3 separate regions of the Hordeum vulgare genome follow, and all the other regions are linked to region 1. The links are chromatin contacts, called in public Hi-C and HiChIP or PLAC-seq maps. All regions are on one chromosome and are shown on one strand. Each heading gives the region's core, a stretch centred on a gene start, on an enhancer-like site or on the middle of the called end of the contact. The rest is flanking DNA. Distances are from core to core; before and after follow the strand shown.

Region 1 (3,291 bases), core at 647-3,146:
TTTTTCAAACTCAAGACTAACCATTGATTGGATTGGATTCCCGCGCTTAACCAACGATCATCTTTTTTAAACCGATGACCTATTTAAAAGCTTTCATCATGGGCTATGTATGTATGGTCTTACTCTATATGATAACACAAAAGGAAAATAACTTCTAAGAACAACGATGGAGTCCAAAATACCTATCATCGACACGGGCTATCACACAACTCAAAAAACGGAAACAAGTGGAGGACAGAGGAAAAGAATAGGAGAAGCGCCAGACTTCATGTCGTACGCTTGCCACCTTTTTCCAAACTCAAGAGTAACCGTTGATTGGATTCCCGCGCTTAACCAACGGTCGTCGTTTTTCAAACCGACCAGCTCTTTAAAATCTTTCATCATGGGCTAAGTGCGTATTGTCTTACTGTATATGATAACACAAAAGGAAAATAACTTCTAAAAACACCGATGGAGTCAAAAAATACCTAGGACCGACACGGGCTATCACATAAGCCGAAAGCGGAAAACGAGTGGATGACACGGGAAAAGAATAGAAGAAGCGCGAGACTTCATAGTGGATACTCGCCATCTTTTTTCAAACTCAATAGTAACCGTTGATTGGATTCCCGCGCTTAACCAACGATCATTTTTTTACAAACGGATCACTTCTTTAAAAACTATCAACATGGGCTAGGTGCGTATCGTCTTACTCTATATGATAGCACAGAAAGGAAACTTACTTCTAATAACATTGATGGAGTCCAAAATACCCAAGACCGACATGGGTTATCACACAAAACGAAAACGGAAATGAGTGGACGGCGCGGGAAAGGAATAGGAGAAGTGTGGGACTTCATGACGGACGCTTGCCACCTTTTTTCAAACTCAAAAGTAACCGTTGATTGGATTCCCGTGCTTAACCAATGGTCATCGTTTTACAAACCGATCACCTTTTTAAAAACTATCAACATGGGCTAGGTGCGTATCGTCTTACTCCATATGATAACACAGAAGGAAACTAACTTCTAATAAAATTGACGGAGTCCGAAATATCCAGGACCGACACGGGTTATCACACAAGCCAAGAATGAAAATGAGTGGACGACGCGGGAAAAGAATAGGAGAAACGCGGGACTTCATGACGGATGCTTGCCACCAATTTTCAAACTCAAGAGTAACCGTTGATTAGATTCGCACGCTTAACCAACGGACATCGTTTTACAAATCGATCACCTCTTTAAAAAATATCAACATAGGCTAGATGCGTATCGTCTCATTCTATATGATAACATAGAAGAAAATAACTTTTAAGAACACCGATGAAGTCCAAAATACCTAGGACCGACATGGGCTATCACACAAGCTGAAAGAGGAAACGAGCGGACGACGCGGGAAAAGAATAGACGACGCACGTGACTGCATGGCGGGCGTTTGCCACCTTTTTTCAAACTCAAGAGCAACCGTTGATTGGATTCGCGCGCTTAACCAACGGTTGTAGTTTAAAGCAAAAATTCAAATCCATTCCAAGTATAATCTCACAACCATCTACCCATAGAACCTCATCACGCCTTGGATGGTGTATGATCACCTTGCCCTATCCGGCAACACGGTTACAACTACAATTAGGCTCCTGGAAACACACCTGAAAGAGTGCACATTTACACCGGGGCCTCCTGCAAAGCCTTTTACAAGCAGGACCTCGCAGGCCACACGAAATCGCGAGAGGAGTACATACAGAGTTTGTTTCCAACCCAACAAAGAGGAGCAGATAAAAATAAAAATAAAAAAGACCCGTAGGGGAGGCAGTTTGTTTGCGGATCGGGTCCATATCCGAACTGCTTTTCGGCTGGGTGCAGGCAGGCCGCACCACGCCTCCCCCTCCCTCCACTACAAGTAGCCGCGGCCAGCGCCCGCAGGAAGAGAGAGGCAGGAGGCGCAGAGAGATCTGAGCAGGGGAGCCCTCGGAATAAATCACGCCAAAACCCAACCCAAAGCGCGCAACAGAAACACAACACCACGACGGAAGCCGACGCCGCGGGACAGAGGTAGACGCAGATCCGTCTCGCCGATCGATCTCGCTTCCCGTCCCGTCCCGTCGACGCGCCAGGAGCGGAGAGGGGAGGACGGCGGGGGAGAGGAGCTGCCCGGATCCGCGGCCTGAGTTGTAAGTGCTCCCTGCCTCGAGATCTTCTCTTATGTTTTTGTTGGTTTTGTCAATCTATGCGCGGCGAGGGCCTCGTTTTCGTGCTGGGTTCGTTCGTCGCTGGCGGATTGCGTGTTTGATCTGTGATCCGGGCGAGGCGGGGGCTGACGGGATGGGTGCTGTTTTTTTTTTTGGCTGTGGCGTGCAGGATCGGGGCGTGATCCGCAGTTGTGCGGCAATGACGGCCGAGGGGACGGCGCGCAGCGGCGCCGGCGAGGCGCCCAAGGCGGAATTGGCGGCCACCAAGGTGGTCTCCCCCACGGGGGAGGAGCGCGAGGGGGTCGGCGGCCCCTTCGTGATCGTCAACGGCGACTCCGACGGCCACTCCGACCCCGGCTCGGACGTGGGCGCCGTGGCCGAGGCGGATTCCCGCTCGGAGGAGGAGGATCTGCCCCGGGCCAATGCAGCCCCGGCTGCTGACGCCGGCGGAGATCACCCCACCGCCGGTGGGGAATTGGCCGCTCTGGACGGCGCCGTTGGCCTTCCGTCTTCCAACGGGCATGCTAGCCCCGCGGTGGTGGACAAGTCTGAGGACGATGGTGTGGTCCAAGTCCAAGGGGAGGCAAGCCACAATTCTGAAGCTGGACTGGGGGAGCAGGGAACTGCTGCCGCTGGAGAGCTTGATGGTCAAGATGCTCCAGCAGAACTTAGGATCGACCATGCTGAGGCTGAAGATGATTCTGCTCCACCTGCGGTGGAATCTGTGCTTAATGCCAAGGATGGAGAAAGTGAGAAAAGTGCTGCCACTGAGGTTGTTGCTCCTGAAGAACAGCAGGATGGAGAGAATGCTCCAGCAGAGACCAGTGGTTCAGATGAGCCCCCCAGACATGCTGAGTCTGTTTCCGTTGTCTTGGAGTCTGAGGGCAGCGTCGAGCAGAGCAAAGGAGAAGAGGTTGTTGCTGAGATCATGAAGCCAGGTACAGATGGATCAGCTGTTTTGGGGGTGACTGGACAGCATGATGCTGACACAAGTGTGACTACTGATCCCGTGATTAACGCCGACGAGGGCAACCATGACCATGCTGCAATCACAGAGCTGGTGGAGCAGGATGGGAGCAACGTGCATGACCATGTCGACCAGATTGCTGATTCTTGCACATCTGCTC
Region 2 (3,356 bases), core at 812-3,311, 140 kb after region 1:
CCTTAGGTGTTCCAATGCCGCCGAAACACAAGTCCGGCTCTGAGAAAAGGAAACAAAAAAAAGAAAGAGAATGAACTCATTGAATCAGAAAAAGGTGCTGTAAAAAGGTATTTTCCGGTGGTAACTAATGTTCACAATCAAAGGCAAGAATCTGAACCCGAAAAAGATGATGATCTTAATTCAAATGACGATTCCTTGGATGATAGTAAGTAATTAAATAGTGTCATTTTTTTTGTAGAAGTAAGTAAGTAACTAACAACAAATTGTTGTATTTAAATGCAGATATCGATATTGATGTTAATGAGAATGAGGATAATACAGGAGAGGAAAATTTGCAGCCTTCCCCTAATGCTCGGAATGTTGATGAACAAGATGATTATCTTTTATCTATATATGATCCTAGGGCATGGGATAATCTTGACAATCGCAAAAGGGTCCTGAAAAATTGTTTGAGGTCAACTATGTTACAAGACAGATTGAATGGCTTGGCTATGTGTTGTATTGAGAAGGATGTCTTGGACAAAATTGATCTTGATACTCTCATCAACGATTTTGCATCTAGAAATGCCCGAAGAAGATTTTTTGTAAAGCGCTGAAGTATTATTGTCCATGAACTCATATGAACTTCGTTCTTATTTAAGGTAATTAAACTAGCAGCGAGTATTATTTTTTAAATTTTGCTACTCTTTTATTTATAGTCGTCTCTAAATAATAATGTATGATCGGATGTAAACTTTTATATTTTGCGTTTATATTTCCATAAATACGTACATATATTATCTATATGACCCATTTTTTAACTTTGCCCAAAGACCTCGAAAAATATAGAGCCGGCCCTACCCATGCGTCGTAATCAGCTGCTGCAAGCCGTGACGATGGGCACGATTAGCCATGACCCCGGACGATCCATGGCACTGTCTGGTACTGCGTATTCTGTTCCGAAGCTGCTCGCTGTCACGTCTCCATCGTTAATTAATTATTAAGCTGGCCATGCTTGCACCATCCGTTATGCCTGTCAGCCTCTTCGAACCTTCGACTAGGAGTCTACAACGTGGCCGAGCATAACTACTCCCTCATAAGATCTCTTTTAATGTATGAGTGCTTAGATGAAATGCTAAGTGCATTAAAATGCTTACCTACTAAACCCTTCAATGCATTGATGCTTACTTTATGACTGTCTATAATGGAAATTATAATATATTAGCAGTATCATGTATATGATACTACTGTATGATACTACATGACACATACTTCCTCCGTTTTTAAATATAAGTCTTTCAAAGGTTCCATTAGAGGACTACATACGGATGTATATAAACATACTTTAGAGTATAGATTCACTCATTTTGCTCTATATGTAGTCCTCTAGTAAAATCTCTTAAAAGTCTTATAGTTAAAAACGAAAGGAGTAGTAGCACAATATTTAATATGATATGGTATCATGATATGATACTTAACCCTCTTTTTCTTCATTTAATTCTATGTCACTTTATTAAAATTGACTAGTTGACATGTATGATACTACCTATGATACCCCATTACGATGAGCCTAAGCTTTTTTCATTTAAGTAGGTATAGACTCATATTTGTATTTTCATTTAGGTACACGTGTTTAGCATTGGTTCCTTATGAGGACACCATACTACTCTGTTTCTTCTTAATTAACATGTCACATCATATTTTTTACTTAGTTAACAATCTTAACCCCTGTACAAGGTGGAGTATTGGAGCCTAACTTTGACAGTTAGCTAACAAGTTGTCATAGGTGTTGTTTATCCATTTCCTTTTTGAACGTTGATGCTTCACGGGCACGGACAGCGTGGACTTTGTCAGCACTAAACTATGCAGCCAGCATCCACAACTTGTCCTTCAAGTACTACTCCAAGTCTGCAAGTGCAGTGCAATGCAAGTATACTCTCCTTGTCTCCGTTGACACTGACACTGACAGGATGACGAACTGGCCTGCGTCATGGCATAAACACACCATGGCTTCTGAGTTTCTGACTCTCACCTATAAAAAGCTGCATCACACGCCGGTTCGTACCAACAGATCATCAGATCAACCAACCCACTTTGCACTTGCTCACACGATCGCTACGACGAACACGTCATCGCGAGGGAAGAAATGGGCTCGTGCGTCTCGCGCTCGCCGGCGTCGACGTCGGCGCCGGGGTCAGGGCGGGCAGTGGCCACCAAGACGGCGAAGGTGGTGGACGTAGACGGCTCCATGGCGCAGTTCACGGCGCCCATCACGGCGGGCGAGGTCCTAGGTAGCGTCCAAGAGCGCCGCCCAGGCGCGTCGGTCTTCCTGTGCAGCTCCGACGAGCTCCGCTTCGACGTGCCCGCCCGCGCGCTTGCGGCCGAGGAGGCGCTCCAGCCCGGGTGGCTCTACTTCGTGCTGCCCGTGTCCACGCTCCGCCGCTCACTCTCCGGGCCGGAGATGGCCGCGCTCGCCGCCAGAGCGAGCTCGGCGCTGGCCGTCGCCAGCGGCGTTGCGTCACCCCCGCGGCGCAAGAACGGGGCCCGGGTGCCCGGCGGCAACAGCAAGCGACGGAAGGCGGCGGCTCGTGTGGCGCCGCTCGTTGTCGCTGACGAGATCGACGGACGGGACGGTGGATCGGACCGTCACCATGCGTACGGCAAACACGGCGGCGATGAGCCAGCCGGGAAGGCGAGGAAGGGAACTGGCTGGAGTGGAAGCCGCAGCAGCACTCGCCGTCGTCGCCGTGCATCTGTCACCCCAACGCTGAGCTCCATTTTGGAGGCCGATGACTTCTGAGCAACCCGGTGTCGATTCAACGGTTCGATTCTTGGGAGTGGTTAGCAAATTTTTTTGTTATCATGGATTAGTTTAGTTGATTGATTGAGTTATTAATTAGTCCAATACGTTGTGTTGGTCGACCGGTGTATATACTGCATACGAGTTATATGTACAGCATGCTTGATCCTTCGATGTGCACGTGTTCAATCTGTATTGTGAAAACTCATATATACAGATACTGACCCTAAATATAAGTTTGAACCTACATGAAAGTACTACAATTTTGAACCTATTCCCCTCCATTCGTAAATATAGGTTTTTGTAGAGTTATATTTACAAACAGAGGGAGTAGCATTCCGTTTAGATATCTGAATGCTGCATTGACGCTTAGCTTTTTGTTTGCTCCAATGTTAAACAATCTTCTGTCTTCAGTTCAGCTTTGATTGCCCGAACCTTCGATGTAATTAAGCATATTTTTGCATGTAATGATTTTGTGAGGTGATGTGGAATGTATGAAAAAATGATACAAATTTGGATCATAATGTTTGATGGTTTGAATTTAAAATATTATTGAATTGTAGACTGTGATAAAATT
Region 3 (3,077 bases), core at 442-2,941, 240 kb before region 1:
AGAAGTCTTTGTCTGACCAGCAACTCTCATCTTTAAGTTTATCTTGAGGCCAATTCGGGTTGAAATCAACTGCAGCAGTGGATGACAAGACAATAACCTTCTGAACCTTCATAGCCGAGCAAGCCTTTAGCACATTTGAAGTACCTTTCACAGCAGGAGCCAATACTTCTGACTGCACATATGCATTTAAACTGCGGTGAGAGGAGTACTAGCAATTCTACAGTGTTCAACACTCACAATGCCAACAAGAAATGCATCCCGACAGCTCGCAATTCTAACACTTTTGATAATCTAAACAATGTTAGCACACAAAGGTCAAAGCACATACCAATCTACTATTTGCATTGCACTAATTACTCCCAACGCTATAATATGATGTGCAAGTGTCCTCCAGGAGCTAGTATTGCAAACATATATTACGGCGAGCCTAGCTTTGCAAGCACCAAAAAATGCCAAACTATATGGGATTGAAAATGCATCACCCTATCAAGAATGACACGCGTGCCAATAGGTATAATTCACAACGCTGCTTCACTGTCAATACAAGTTCATTACTGTACCAAACAATGTAGCTACAGTAACACACGGAATGATTTTATGACGCCGAAGCATTAGTTGCCACTTGGAAAGAACACCTGCCTCAGGATCAACAATCTTATCTTCAGGCACCGGAGTGGCGAGGTGGAAGACCCCCTCACACCCCTCAAACGCACGTGTCAGCGTGTCGTAGTCGAGCACGTCGGCCCTGAACAAGTGCAGATTCTCCCGGGCCTCGTCCATCTGCTTGAGGTGGACATTCTTGGGGTCACCTGAAAGAGCATTTCAGACTTTAATCAGAACGCTGTACTTAACCGTGGACTAAGCACTTTGTTTTATCCGTTCGCTTTCGCCCATGATCAATTAAGCCCTGCTTTCTTCAATCGGACACGGAACCCCGACTGATTGACGGCCACTACGATTCTATGAATGAATGCGAAGCACATACCGACACAGGACTGGGATTCATTTTCAACCATGAATGAATGCAAAGCTCATCTGGACACGGAACTCCGATCGATTTGCAACTATGGATGAATGCAAATCCAAATCACACATATGACACGGTACTGAATCAACTGTAACTGCAAAGGGGGAAGGGGGGGGGGGGGGGGGGGGCGGTTGCGCAGGCGTGAGGCGAACAGTTCGCCGGGCAGGTGCGTCCGTACTTGGGTCGCGGACGGTGGCGTTGACGGCGTAGCCGCGGGAGAGGAGCAGCTTGACGAGCCACGAGGCGATGAACCCGCCGCCGCCGGTGACGCACACGCGCCGCGGCGGTGCCATCTTCCCTCCCCTGCCCGCCGCCGCCACCAGTGCACTGTAGCGGTGAGGTCACCGAGATGCGTGTGTGGCCAAATTGAAAGTGCCAGCTCGTAGCAAACGTGGAAATCGACTGAGGAAATGCGCGTGCATCGAAACAAAATAGGATTTGGACGCATCCGGGAGAGCGGTGCAGAGAGCAACAAAAACACGTGGAGGGAGCGGTGGCGCACCTCGCAGCCACCTGTTCGCTCCTTCTCGTCCTCCGACGCCGGCGCCGCCGCTGCTTGCCCTGCGGGGACGAAGTACGCCATCTCCATCGGAATTTCCCTTTACAGCGCCGCCACGGTCTAGACGACCCGTCGGCCCAGTAGAGCCCATCCAGAAGACTGGGCCCCAACCTCGGCAAGGAACCAGAGACGGGCTGGTAGTGGCCTGCTGCTGAAAATAAGCAGCTTCCTCTGTTTCAAAATAATTAAAGTTCGAAACATGTCTTAAGTTATGTATATGCTTAAGTTTTACCAACTCCATAAATATATATGCTAAACTCTATTGTATATAACATCAAAAAAACATAATATGAGAATATATTTCATAATAAATCTTAAGAGACTAATAATTTAGTGATGTTCTTCCTCCGTTTTTAAATGTAAGTAGCTTTCACTATAGATTATATATAGATGTATATATATATATATTTTAAAAAATATATATTAATTCATTTTACTTCGTATGTGATCATCAGTGAAATTTCTACAAAAACTTATATTTGACAAAGGAGGAGTAGATGTTAATATATTTTTTATAGGCTTTGTCAAACTTAAGCAAGTTCGACTTGAGACAACTCTACGACGGGAACTAGCCAGCTACGACGAGAACGTTTTGGGCGAGCCGTCGTAAACGCGCCGGTGGCTCCGTATTTGACCGCTTCACGCGTTATTCGTCGGCTTTATAGAAACGAATTTAGCTAATTATGAACATGGACAATAGGGAAAAAAAGATAAGGAAAAAATATAAAATATATATATTTAATTTTATAGTTTAAATTAAAAAAAATCTGTCTGGATACAACACAAACCGTTTTTCGCAAACGTGTTTTAAGAGCATCTCCAACAGCCGCGCTATATTAGCGCCGCGCGGCAAAAAAGGTAAATATAGCGCGCGCAACGCGGACTCCAGCGCGCGTGCTAAAACGATTTGGGCGCGCTGGTCATAGCCCCATCCCGCGCTGTGTATTTCGGGCGTCCACTTCGGCACGCGGCAGACTCGAGCGCGCGCGCGAACTCTCCCTATTCTTCCTTCTTTCTCCCGCGCGCGCCGGCGCCAGCGCCCCTGCCACCATGACCCCGCTGTACAGCCGCGACCCCCCCCCCCCCCGCCGCCGCAGCAGCAGCCGCCGCCGCCGCCTCCGCCGAAAACCCTAGCGCGGCGGGCCGCCGGAGCTCCGCCGACCGTCGGCCTCGCGCGCAGCCTCTTCTTGCCGCCGCGGATGACCACGCCGACGGGTGGTGTCGCGCCGACGCCGTCCCGTGCCGCCGCCGCACCGTTGGAGCGGAAGAAAGGAAAAACATCCGCGAAGAAGAAGACGACGGACGGCTCCGGCAGCTCGAAGCCGAAGAAGAAGGTTGCAGTGCGCCGGCCGGGCGCGGCGTCTACCGAAGCGCCGGCGAGCTCACTCGTTGAGCCGGCGGCGGACGCGCACCACGTGTTCGATGAAATGCCCCCAAGGTGAAAAAAATTCCAACTTTTACTTTCTTGTTATTTTTTCAATGCATTATCAT

What was found. Hi-C and Micro-C count contacts between places; a contact is called where the count stands out from the background. HiChIP or PLAC-seq counts read pairs in DNA pulled down with a chosen protein or histone mark.
Region 2: a Hi-C map of leaf shows a contact between it and region 1, with 2.8 times the contacts expected there. The contact joins the promoter of LOC123397594 here to the promoter of LOC123399478 in region 1. A contact is called at or near these places in 3 of 6 Hi-C or Micro-C datasets (all in leaf).
Region 3: a contact with region 1 is called in an H3K4me3 HiChIP or PLAC-seq map of embryo, with 4 times the contacts expected there. The contact joins the promoter of LOC123399475 here to the promoter of LOC123399478 in region 1. A contact is called at or near these places in 2 of 6 Hi-C or Micro-C datasets (leaf and seedling) and 1 of 1 datasets of contacts at active chromatin or transcription factors (embryo).

Annotation. Positions count from the first base shown.
Region 1 is chr5H:480,246,400-480,249,690 of MorexV3_pseudomolecules_assembly, forward strand. It overlaps LOC123399478, which reads left to right and starts at 1,897. Exons shown (of 9, transcript XM_045093890.1): 1 at 1,897-2,146; 2 at 2,334-3,291. The coding sequence starts at 2,364.
Region 2 is chr5H:480,383,309-480,386,664 of MorexV3_pseudomolecules_assembly, forward strand. It overlaps LOC123397594, which reads left to right and starts at 2,062. Exons shown (of 1, transcript XM_045092129.1): 1 at 2,062-2,938. The coding sequence starts at 2,126. The coding sequence ends at 2,779.
Region 3 is chr5H:480,009,591-480,012,667 of MorexV3_pseudomolecules_assembly, forward strand. It overlaps LOC123399475 (cinnamoyl-CoA reductase 1-like), which reads right to left and starts at 1,692. Exons shown (of 6, transcript XM_045093886.1): 1 at 1,530-1,692; 2 at 640-809; 3 at 1-172. The coding sequence starts at 1,677.